Regions from separate parts of the Mus musculus genome. Here region 2 is linked to region 1. A link is a contact called in public promoter capture Hi-C data. All regions are on one chromosome and are shown on one strand. Each heading gives the region's core, a stretch centred on a gene start, on an enhancer-like site or on the middle of the called end of the contact. The rest is flanking DNA. Distances are from core to core; before and after follow the strand shown. Region 1 holds the start of St18 (suppression of tumorigenicity 18). Region 2 holds the start of Vxn (vexin).

The links. Promoter capture Hi-C pulls out the DNA fragments that hold promoters and counts their contacts.
Region 2: a contact with region 1 is called in a promoter capture Hi-C map of hippocampal neurons, with 8 times the contacts expected there. The contact joins the promoter of Vxn here to the promoter of St18 in region 1. A contact is called at or near these places in 2 of 39 promoter capture datasets (frontonasal cranial neural crest and hippocampal neurons).

What each region holds. Positions count from the first base shown.
Region 1 is chr1:6,727,098-6,732,405 of GRCm38.p6, forward strand. St18 (suppression of tumorigenicity 18) reads left to right here and starts at 2,954. Exons shown (of 22, transcript NM_173868.2): 1 at 2,954-3,143.
Region 2 is chr1:9,597,957-9,602,878 of GRCm38.p6, forward strand. Vxn (vexin) reads left to right here and starts at 3,311. Exons shown (of 6, transcript NM_178399.4): 1 at 3,311-3,694. The coding sequence starts at 3,628. The region is part of intron 3 of 2610203C22Rik (RIKEN cDNA 2610203C22 gene); the gene reads right to left.

The sequences.
Region 1 (5,308 bases), core at 1,704-4,203:
CCTGAATTTGACAATGGTTTTTATATGTTACATTAAAAAGCAAGTGAACAAAGAAACATCAACAAATTGAATGTCACCCAAACTTGAAATGTTTGTTTTCAAAAGAAAATATCAAGGATGTGAAAAGAAACCTATACAGTGAGAGAAAAGTTTGGTAAATTCTATACTCAATAAGAAACTTGTATCAAAACCACATATGTAAAGAATTTGTATAATCCAATAATAAAAAGGAAACATCATAGTTTTAAAATCAGAAAAATATCTGACTAGACAATCTCAAAAACCCAATGTATGGAAGACTCGTAAGAGCATGGAAAGATGCTCAGAGTCATGAGTTGTTATTGAATGCCAATCAAGATCATACAAGACAGCACTTGGCATCAATTAAGAGCTGCCCCGTAGACAGACCAGCTAACAGCAAGGTGTTGGGATGTGTAACTGTCATACATTGTTGGCAACTATGAATCATGAATTAACGCACTCTGAAACAATTCCTTAGTTTCTCAGATAGCTATTCAAATTACTAAATGATCTCATGGTTCTACTCCTAGGGACACATTCAAGAGAAATGAGAATAAATGTTTATCGTGGTAAAGTAGAAAAATTAAATGTGGTATATTCAAATAATAAAATATCAATCTACATTAAAATTAATAAACAACTAATACGTGAAACAAGGGCATAGAGCTTAAAGATAACCACCACAAGTGATATTGCTCAGTAGTAAAGAACAAAAGTGATTTTATGATCTTAGTATTTCAAAAATTTAGTAGATGAGGGTTTGTGTGATCCTGAGGGAGAAAATCGGGGGGGGGGGCGGGGTAAAGAATGAGTGACAGCTGTTATGTATGGCAATTCTCTTGAGGGTGATGAAAATATCTTGCATTGTAATTATTATGGATGAATTGTAATGATTAAACTGTCTTCTGTAGATGAATAAACAGGGAAGATATACTGCATACTTTAATCAATAAAGTTTTTTTTTTTTAATTCCTGGTAGGATATGACTTTGTTTCAGTCATGTAATGTCGATTAATGTTACTTAATTTTGTCAGGTCACTGGAATTTCACTAGAAATTCTCCTTGTTGTGGTATCCTTAAGGTACTACCCTGTGTCATGTGCTGCTCATGACGTTTCTGGGGGCGCTCAATAAGAATTCCTTAAAGTAAAGCTGATGTTTGCTGTACATTCCCAGCATAGGGAGCTTTGCATTGGAAAGGTACTTCTCCTAACATGCCCTCACCGTGGACTGCTGACTTCAAATAGCTAGTGCAATGAGATTGTGCACTAGGCAACTGTGTCAAGTACCAAATGTATTGCAGAATACCAATGAATTGATACTAAACAACATTTTAGAAAAAAGATGAATCTCAGAGCACCTGCCTATACCAAAATTGGAAATGTAATTACTTTAAAAGTTAGATTGTCAAGTATTTCTCTAGGTGATGTAGACATATCTCTATGTGATATGTGACTAGTTTTTGTGACCAGCATTTTTTTTCTTTCTTTCTTTTTCTAAAACAGAATTGTGAATTTTAACATTACAACTGTGGGCAGCAGATGTGCTCAGGGAAGAGTGGACTCCCAGGGAAGGGGACCCAGGACTGTGTCTGAGGTTAGCCAAGTTAGAAGATGTAAAGTTTGAGTTCTTTTTTTACTTCTTTCAGCTACCCTCCTCCAGGGCAGTCCAGGTTCTTTATTAATGTCTGTTTTTAAATTAGCAGGAGAATCTAGTTTTCCTGTCCTAGGTACTTCTATAGTGCCTTTTTAAAAAAGCAATGAGAAAAGTAAACTATAGCTTCGAAAGTTTTGATATATGCTTCAGCCCTATAAGAAGGAAGGTGGTTTACTAGTCAATATGAAATGTTGTAAGTAACGTTTTTTTTTTTAAGTTTCCAGAATAATATTCAGAGCTCATCTATCTCCTTTAACCCTGTGTGTTCTAGAACTGCCCCCAGTGGGCCTGGCAGTCTGTTAGTTGTTGCCTTAAATTGCACGTGGGCTTGTTGCAAATTTTGAAAAATTGATTAATTTTTTTCTGAGATTTACATTTTTTAGTGCAGTTAGGAATGGAAAAATCTATGGAATATTCCCTTGTAGTCTGTAATAAAAGTACCCTTGTGGGAGAAAAGAGAGCCCTAATGAGAAAGGCACAACCTGCTGCGTGAGAGATGTGTATGTTCCTGTCCAATCCTGACAGCCAGTCATGGAAACAGGCTCTGTGCCTGAACCCAGAGACTATTCTGTGTGCCACTCACAAGGAAGCTAAGCTCCACCCCAAAGTGTGGCTGCCTTTGTCATTTTAATTGGTCTGTGTTTGTGAAGTGGGGCCTCTATTTACTTATAGCTTGGGGCTTGTGTTTACCAAGCCCGGTGGAGGCCAAGTGACAGCGCTCCTGCAAGCTCTCCTGCTGTATCTTGAGGCACTTTTCTTTTCAGTATCGGTGCTGTCTAATTCGTGAGCTTCTGTGAAGCAAGCGCAGGAGGGTACAAGGCCTACAGGGAGGAATTACACCTAATTACTCAAATAATTGCTAGGCTGTTGCCTTCTTAGTCACTGAAAATAATTTCCAGGTCCCTGGCTTTTATAGATAGTCTTCTAGAGGCAGGAGGACACAGCCCCCTTTTTAACTCAGCCCATTCACTCACAAAATCAGAACACTCGAGCCTGCAAAATTAATAAGCACCACTTCCATTACATATATTTTAGGTTGTTGTTGCCGTGGCGATAAAGTCAGGGACATTGAATCTCCTCTGTTGAGCCATTGTTATCATCCCTGGCCATCTGCTGCAGAGGAGTGATATTCCATCTCATTTGCATGATGACTGATATATGGGCGGTTTGGAAGGACATATGCCACAGCAATCATGTGATGAAAATTAAAGTGAAAGTTTTGGGCCCAGAGCCGAAAAAAAATCTGTGTGTGCGCATGAGGCTGTTGATGTGCAAATGTGGATCATATTGAGAAGGTCTGAATAGGGAGGTGTGACGTAAGGAGGGCTACACGCAGGTGCTTATCTCCGAGCAGTCAAAGGCACTGGATGTCATATCATGGAGACTACCTTTCAAGGCAACAGCTTTAGTGTCTCCTGTCAGCACACCAGAGAGAAGAGAAATAGTTTTGGAAACAAACACAAAAAAGTAAGTTTCAAACTTTTTTACCACATTCTGTTTACCCTGATGTCGATGAGTTCAGACAGTGAGCAAGTTTCAGGTCTTAGTTGTTAATAGTGACTTTTGTTTCTGATTGGGTGGGTGGGTGGGTGAGTAGGTGAGTGGGGGGTCGCTTCTAAAGGCTGAGGGGCTCATGGTCGTTTTACTGTGCTTTGCTTTGCTTTCTGTTGTGATGTTCATCTGGCATGATTTGAAACTCACTCACCACCACCCACCCCCACTTTCTCACTCTCCTCCCAAAAAGCGATATTGAGGAGTTCAGAATAAAATGGTGTAATTGTGCTTAAGCTGTGTCAGCTACTGCCTTTGTTCATATATATTTCTGAAATGTGTGAATTGGCCATAGGAAATACTTAATATGATACAATACACTTTTTGTCTGGAAAAAAAGTAAAGTAAAACTAAATTTGAGGTCACACAAATTATCAGTGAGATCTCATGTGCTACAAGTCTTTATTTAGAATTGAACCTTGGCAGTGCTAAGAGTTGTTAATGTAATTTTGCATTGATAGCCATTATCTAAAAGGGGGGGTTGTGGATTCTTCCTAAAAAAATCAGAAACTGGTATTAGCTACACATAAGAGAAAAAGTTTGTGATCAGTCAAGATGTTTAAATTCATAAATTGGACATATAAATTATTGCATTTGCATATTTAGAGGATTGAATAAAACTAGTCTCCTTAAAAGATGAAACACTTCATCTCTGATAGATGGGCATGTCAGAAGACTGCGCAGAAGTTACAAAGTCATGTTTTAAAAGCTGAAAAACAAGAAACTTAACACTAACCTTGAACAAAATTTCATAGAAGGACGATTTCCGTGAAATATTGTTAAGGGAAAACTTTTATATACTTTGATGAGCAATACCTTAGCTCATATTATGTTGTCAACCAAACACCTGTTAAGAAGGCTTCCTTTGATGTACATTGGAATAATCAAAGTTTCCTGAAAGGGTGTTCTGATCTTTTCTTTCAGTTTCAGAGAACACAGCAGCTAATAGGCAGAGTGTATCATGTAATGGCTCTAGTCTTGTTTTATTTTTAGGAATAACGTCAAAAATGGTGGTGTGATATTACCTTATGGATTAATTGGCAGTATACAACCCAACAAATTAAAAAGAAATCTTGATGGAGAAATATTGGGTATAATTATGTCCTTATAATGAGGAAGTATTTTTTAGTATATAAATCCAGAATAGAAAATAGGATTGAAATTAGGGTTGAAATTTCCCTAACTTTAAAATTTTTATTTGCTAGTATCACCAGCACAATATCCTAGTTTTAGCTGTAACCTCAGATTATCCATGATCCCTTTTTTCTCATTCTAAATATTCAATTACTCCGTGGCGATTATTATGTGGCCTTCTTGGCTTACTACAATATTAGATTAATATAGATTTCTTATGCCAAATTAGCGGAAATCACCATTGCCCACAAGAGCAGTTCACTCTTCTCTTAGTCATATTTGTGTTACAGCAAGAGCATCAGAGGCTTTAATATTTTAAACTTGGATACACTGTGTCCTGGAGCACATGGGGTTTGTATCTGAAACCTGTAAAGTACATTGGAACCTTTCTCAAGAGTCTAATTCAGTTAGCCTTGAATGAGAGTCTTTATAGTGACTGCCATTCTTCTGCTATTATACCAACCACAAAGATTTAAAGTTTTGTGTTTCCTTGTCTGTGGATTAACTACAGGTGACAAGGAAAGGCAAGGGGTACTTGGAGCTGTCCAAGGTATTAGGCTTCTGAAAAGTTAATCATTATAGAAATGCATTTCTCTGAATCCATGTAATTGGTTTGTTCCCATTTCTGAAAGTTAAAATTATATTGCTACTAGAGAAACCAACCTAGTGGATATAGCATTTCTTTTCAGATAATGTAGCAATCTCATGTATAACTAAATTTAAAACTCAGAAACAGCTTAAACTTTCATGCAGTCAACTAGTGCTCTTGTTTGCATCTTTAAACTACTTAAGTGGAAATAAGTAAAATTCACAACTACCACATATAGAATTCTATGCCATCATCATGTAAGCCTAATGAGAACAGTCTCTGTGGCATATAGCAGTGTGGACAAACATATCAAAAAATGCAACTCACAGGAATTTATTGCTGTTAAAATTATTTCTTA
Region 2 (4,922 bases), core at 2,061-4,560, 2.9 Mb after region 1:
GGCCAGGAAGAACGACGCTGCTACAGGATCCTTCTGCACACGTTTATTCAGTCCTGTTTCTTCTTTATATCTCCCTTGTTTATATCTCCCTCGAATAATCATCCTCCTTCTAACCAGGGCCTCTCACTCTTATATACTCTCAGTTCCCATCCACGCACAGCAGGCCACACCACCTCACCAGGCACGCAGCTTCAGCTAATCAGGGCAGCAGGGGCATATCTCCATCAAAATGGATTCACCGGTATCCTGGTACACCTGTGCAGCTCTCAAGATGTTTGTGGCTTATATGAGGAAGTCAGGTGCAAGTCATACGACTTAGCTGCAGTCCCTGGCGCCTTTGGGACTGCCGCCACACCCGATCCTCACACTGGAGAAGCATGCTTCTAGAGTCTAAGTGGCCAGTTACAAATCCTTTGCTTATACACCATGGTTTCCAATCGTATGTTTTTGTGGGATTTTTGTGTACATGAGTGTGTATGTCTCTGTATCCATATGCATTTCTTTTGCTTCTATTTTTAATGATGATTTCGTCCTAGTCTGGCTTGTTTGTTTTGATTATTGTTTTGCTTTAGTTGCTTGTTTGTTTTTTAATGGGAGAGAGAATGAAAGGGTCTGGATTTGCGTCAGTGGCATGAGGGGAGTATATGGTGGAGTTGGGGTAGAGAAACTGGTTAGAATATATTGTATGAAAAGAAATTATTATTAATAAACTTTAATATTAAAAGAAAAAGAAAAGAAAATGTGGTACATTTACACAGTGGAGTAATACTCAGCTACTAAAAACAAGGAATTCATGAAATTCTTAGGCAAATGATGGAATTAGAAAATATCATCCTGAGTGAGGTAACCCATCACGAAAGAACACACAAGGTATGCATTCATTGATAAGTGGATATTAGCCCAAAAGTTCAGAATACCCAGGACTCAATTCACAGACCACATGAAGCTCAAAAAGAAGGTAGACCAAAGTGTGGGTGCTTCGGTCCTTCTTAGAAAGGGGAACAAAATACTCACTGGAGCAAATATGGAGACAAAGTGCAGAGCAGGGACTGAGGAAAGGCCATCCAGAGACTGTCCCACCTGGAGATTCATCCCATATACAGTCACCAAATCCTGACATTATTGTGAATGCTAAGAAATGCTTGCTGATAAGAGCCTGATATGACTGTTTCTGAGAGGCCCTGCCAAAGAATTACAAATAACAGAGGCAGATGCTCGCAGCCAACCATTGGACAGAGTGTGGGGTCCCCAATGGGGGAGTTAGAGAAAGGACTGAAGGAGCTGAAGGTGTTTGCAACCCCATAGGAAGAACAACAATATCAACCAACCAGGACCCCCCTCCCCAGAGCTCCCAGGGACTAAGCCACCAACCAAGGAGTACACATGGCTCCAGCTGCATATGTAGTAGAGGACATCAATGGGAAAAGAGGTCTTGAAAGCTTGATAGATGCCCCCAGTGTAGGGGAATAGAGGCCAAGGAGGTACCCTCCTCAACTAAAACTCTTTACTTGGGATTTATATTCCCAAGAGCCTGTCCAGTCCATTGTTACTACCATTTTCTTTTTGTGTGTATCAAAGTGTGTGGATGCATGCATACATATAGAGGTCAGAGGACAACTTAGGGAGTCAATTATCTTCTTCCACTGTGGGATCTGGGGAATGAATAATGTCCTCAGACCTACACAACAAGCAATTTCCCCTCTGCATCGTCTCGCTGGCCATATCCTAGTTCTTCTTATGTTTTGCTAGTCTTTGAGATAACGTCTGTTTATGTAGCTTATTCTGGCCTTAACTCTCTATATTATCTAGGCTGTGATCCTCTTGCCCCAACCTGTACTGTTGGATTGGGATTTATAAGACCAGATCATATCTCTGAAATTGAAACCAAAGCCCCATTTCAGTATGCAGAAGGCAGCACATAGGATTAGCCATTCACCTCAGATAGAGCAAACATGGCTAGCCAGAGGCACCCCCTATAATAGGTGTAATTCACAGAGAAAGAGATGAAGTGCTGAAAACTACCTAGGGAGCAAACATTTGTCCAGTACAGAAATATCAGTAGACACAACTCCATGTCTAAAATATGATGAACTAGGTTCACCCAAGGTTAAAGAATGGCAAGTCAAGACTAAAGAATTGAACACAAAGAGACTGGAGAGATGTTTCAGTGGTTAAGAACACCAACTGCTCTTCTAGAAGACCATGAATTGATTCCCAGCACCCACATAGCAGGTCACAATCACCTGTAACTCCAGTTCAGGGGATCTGTTGTCCTATGCTGGCAAAACATACACATTAAATAAAATTTTAGAAATTAATAGAACATGGTTGTAAATACTCGTAATCCCTACTTTGGGAAGGCTATGAGTTTGGGGCCAGCCTGGGCTATAGCATCATACACACACACACACACACACACACACACACACACACACAGAGAGAGAGAGAGAGAGTTTGAGGAGCTAGTTTATTAACTTTTCAGTCAATCTAGAGATTAAATCCAATTTTGGTGCAAATTAGCTATTTTAATCATTAAAGAAGCTAAAGTCTTCATACTTCAGTTTCTTGAGAATACCACGGTAAAATAATAATTAGCTAGAGCCATTGGTTAGTTATAGATACTCAATGATATCATATAGCTAGCTCCATGACTTGTAACTAATATTTAATAGGGCAGCTGTCACTGTTAATTTCATTACACTCCATCAGTCTTATGGTGTGAAACTGTGTAGCATAATAAAAAGTAGTGGGATTGGATAAAATGCATATGCTTATATATGTTTATGAAATGTATAGCTACCATGACATTTATTTGTGTATATATTAGGAAAGATTATATGAGGAAAATATAGCATACCCATAGACTATATAACATAAAAAGATAAGGCAATAAATACATTCCAATATAGAAGATAATAAAATATAACTATCCTATAAACGGGTCCCTTGGTGTGTGCACTGCCTGTTGCGTGACTATGCATACCTGTAGGGTTGTACAAAGAAACACTAAACTCTCACCTCCTGAAATGTAAGCCTTGTTGTCAAAGTGGATTGAGAAAAATATGTGGTGAAAAAACAGTCCTTTTATTTAAAATAGAAACTTTGAAGGGAGCGGAGTTAACATATGACAAATGAAGATCCTGTTCCCCTGGAGGAGGAGAAAAAGCCCTTCCTTTCTGGAATGAGACCCGGGCACACTGATAGCAAAACTGACGTTTCGTCTATTCCTCTTCTGTGAAATCCTCCAGCCAAGCTGTGCGCTAACTGAGTAGGCGAATTCACTTCGTCACTTCACAAAAGACTTCCAAATTCACTGCGGCAGACACTGGAAAATAAAATTGTTAAGTACATCCTAGCTGAGAGGGAGAGACGGAAGGCTCCGTGTTCAATCAAAGGTTTGCAATAATAGGAGTCATTTAAGAAAGAAAGAAAGAAAGAAAAAAAAAAAGACAGATGGGATTAGGAAATGTTGCTGCGGTGAGACTGTCATGAGAGGCACAGGCAGCCTGCCTTTTGTGGACCTGCACAATGATCACAGAGCCAGACTGGCTTAGGAGACCCTGGGACTAGGGCTCCAGAGAGAGGCCACGGGCTCCCGGACACCCTGCAGGGCAGGGGGCTGAGACCATGCATCAGATCTACAGCTGCAGTGATGAGAATATTGAAGTTTTCACCACGGTGATTCCTTCCAAGGGTGAGTAATAATCCTAACAACCGCTCTTGGCGTCCCCTATTGTGGCATCTTATGCGGGAGGTGACCCGGTGCTGTCGGACTAAGGTACACTAGTACTTGGTACCCTCGGGTCCCGAGGTCTGCTGGCTTCTTCGTGTCGATGTCATTTGATGTCCCCCTTTTCTGAAGAGGGGCACAAGGATAAACATCAATCATAGGGAAACAATCTATTCAGGCGGGGACGAGGACAGCATAGCCTTCCTGCTTCACTTAATTCGAAACGGACAACCCAGCAGGCTCAAAGGCTGGGACAATAAGTGATTGTTAAAGAGACAACGATGGAAACAAAATTTCCAGGGCAGCCTAATAAGCTTTCTTATTGTCTCCGGTAAAGGAAAAAAAAAGGGCAGGTTCTGAAGAGAGAATCAGCCGTTCCAAAGCCAACTCCATCTGACTTGGGAGGGAAAAGACTCCAGAAAGGCAATCAAACACCCAGAAAGGCAATGAAGCTGACCCCAGGCTGACTTATCCATAGGACCACAAAGGGAACTACCAAAAGGGAATCTTGACGTTATAACCTCTGGGTCCTGGCCATTGGTGCGGATCCCTGGGAAGGGCTTGTGAGTCCAAATTTGAGGAAGGGCCGATGATCCAGTCAGCTTTACCTTGCCATTGTTCTGACCCTGTAGCCCCTTGTCCTGCTGTGGCACAGGCTTACGCCTGGCTTGACTGTGATATTTGGCTAAAATGGTTTGAATGTTTGCTAGTGCTGGGAGCACACATTCAAACTATTCTTTTCTTCCTCTGTCCAATACTGAGGGGGGTTACCAGGGGTGGAGACTCAGCCTGGGCACAGGCAAACAGCTAAACATAAATTGAGCTCTCAACATCTACTACTGAGGGAAAGGGAGGAAAGGGGAAGTTGGGAGTGTGCCCATGTGTAGGAGTTGAAATTCGCTCTGGAGATTCTGAAAGTCAACCCTTCTGAAGAGGAATGAATTAGATCTGTGTGTATAGAGGTGGCCTTTCCATTTACTTTATCTCTGCCTTTTGTTTCTGTGGGTTTTTTGGGGGGGTAGGGTGGGGTTGCATTGCTAGTGGTGAACCAGTTGTCCATGCAAGGTAAGCAAGAGCTATACCGCTGATCTACCACATAAGACCTATAGATCAGTGTTGAAGGGGAAAGAAAAAGCAAGCTGAAAACCAATCTATGCTTAGTAGCATACTTGGAACTCTAAGATAATTGTGC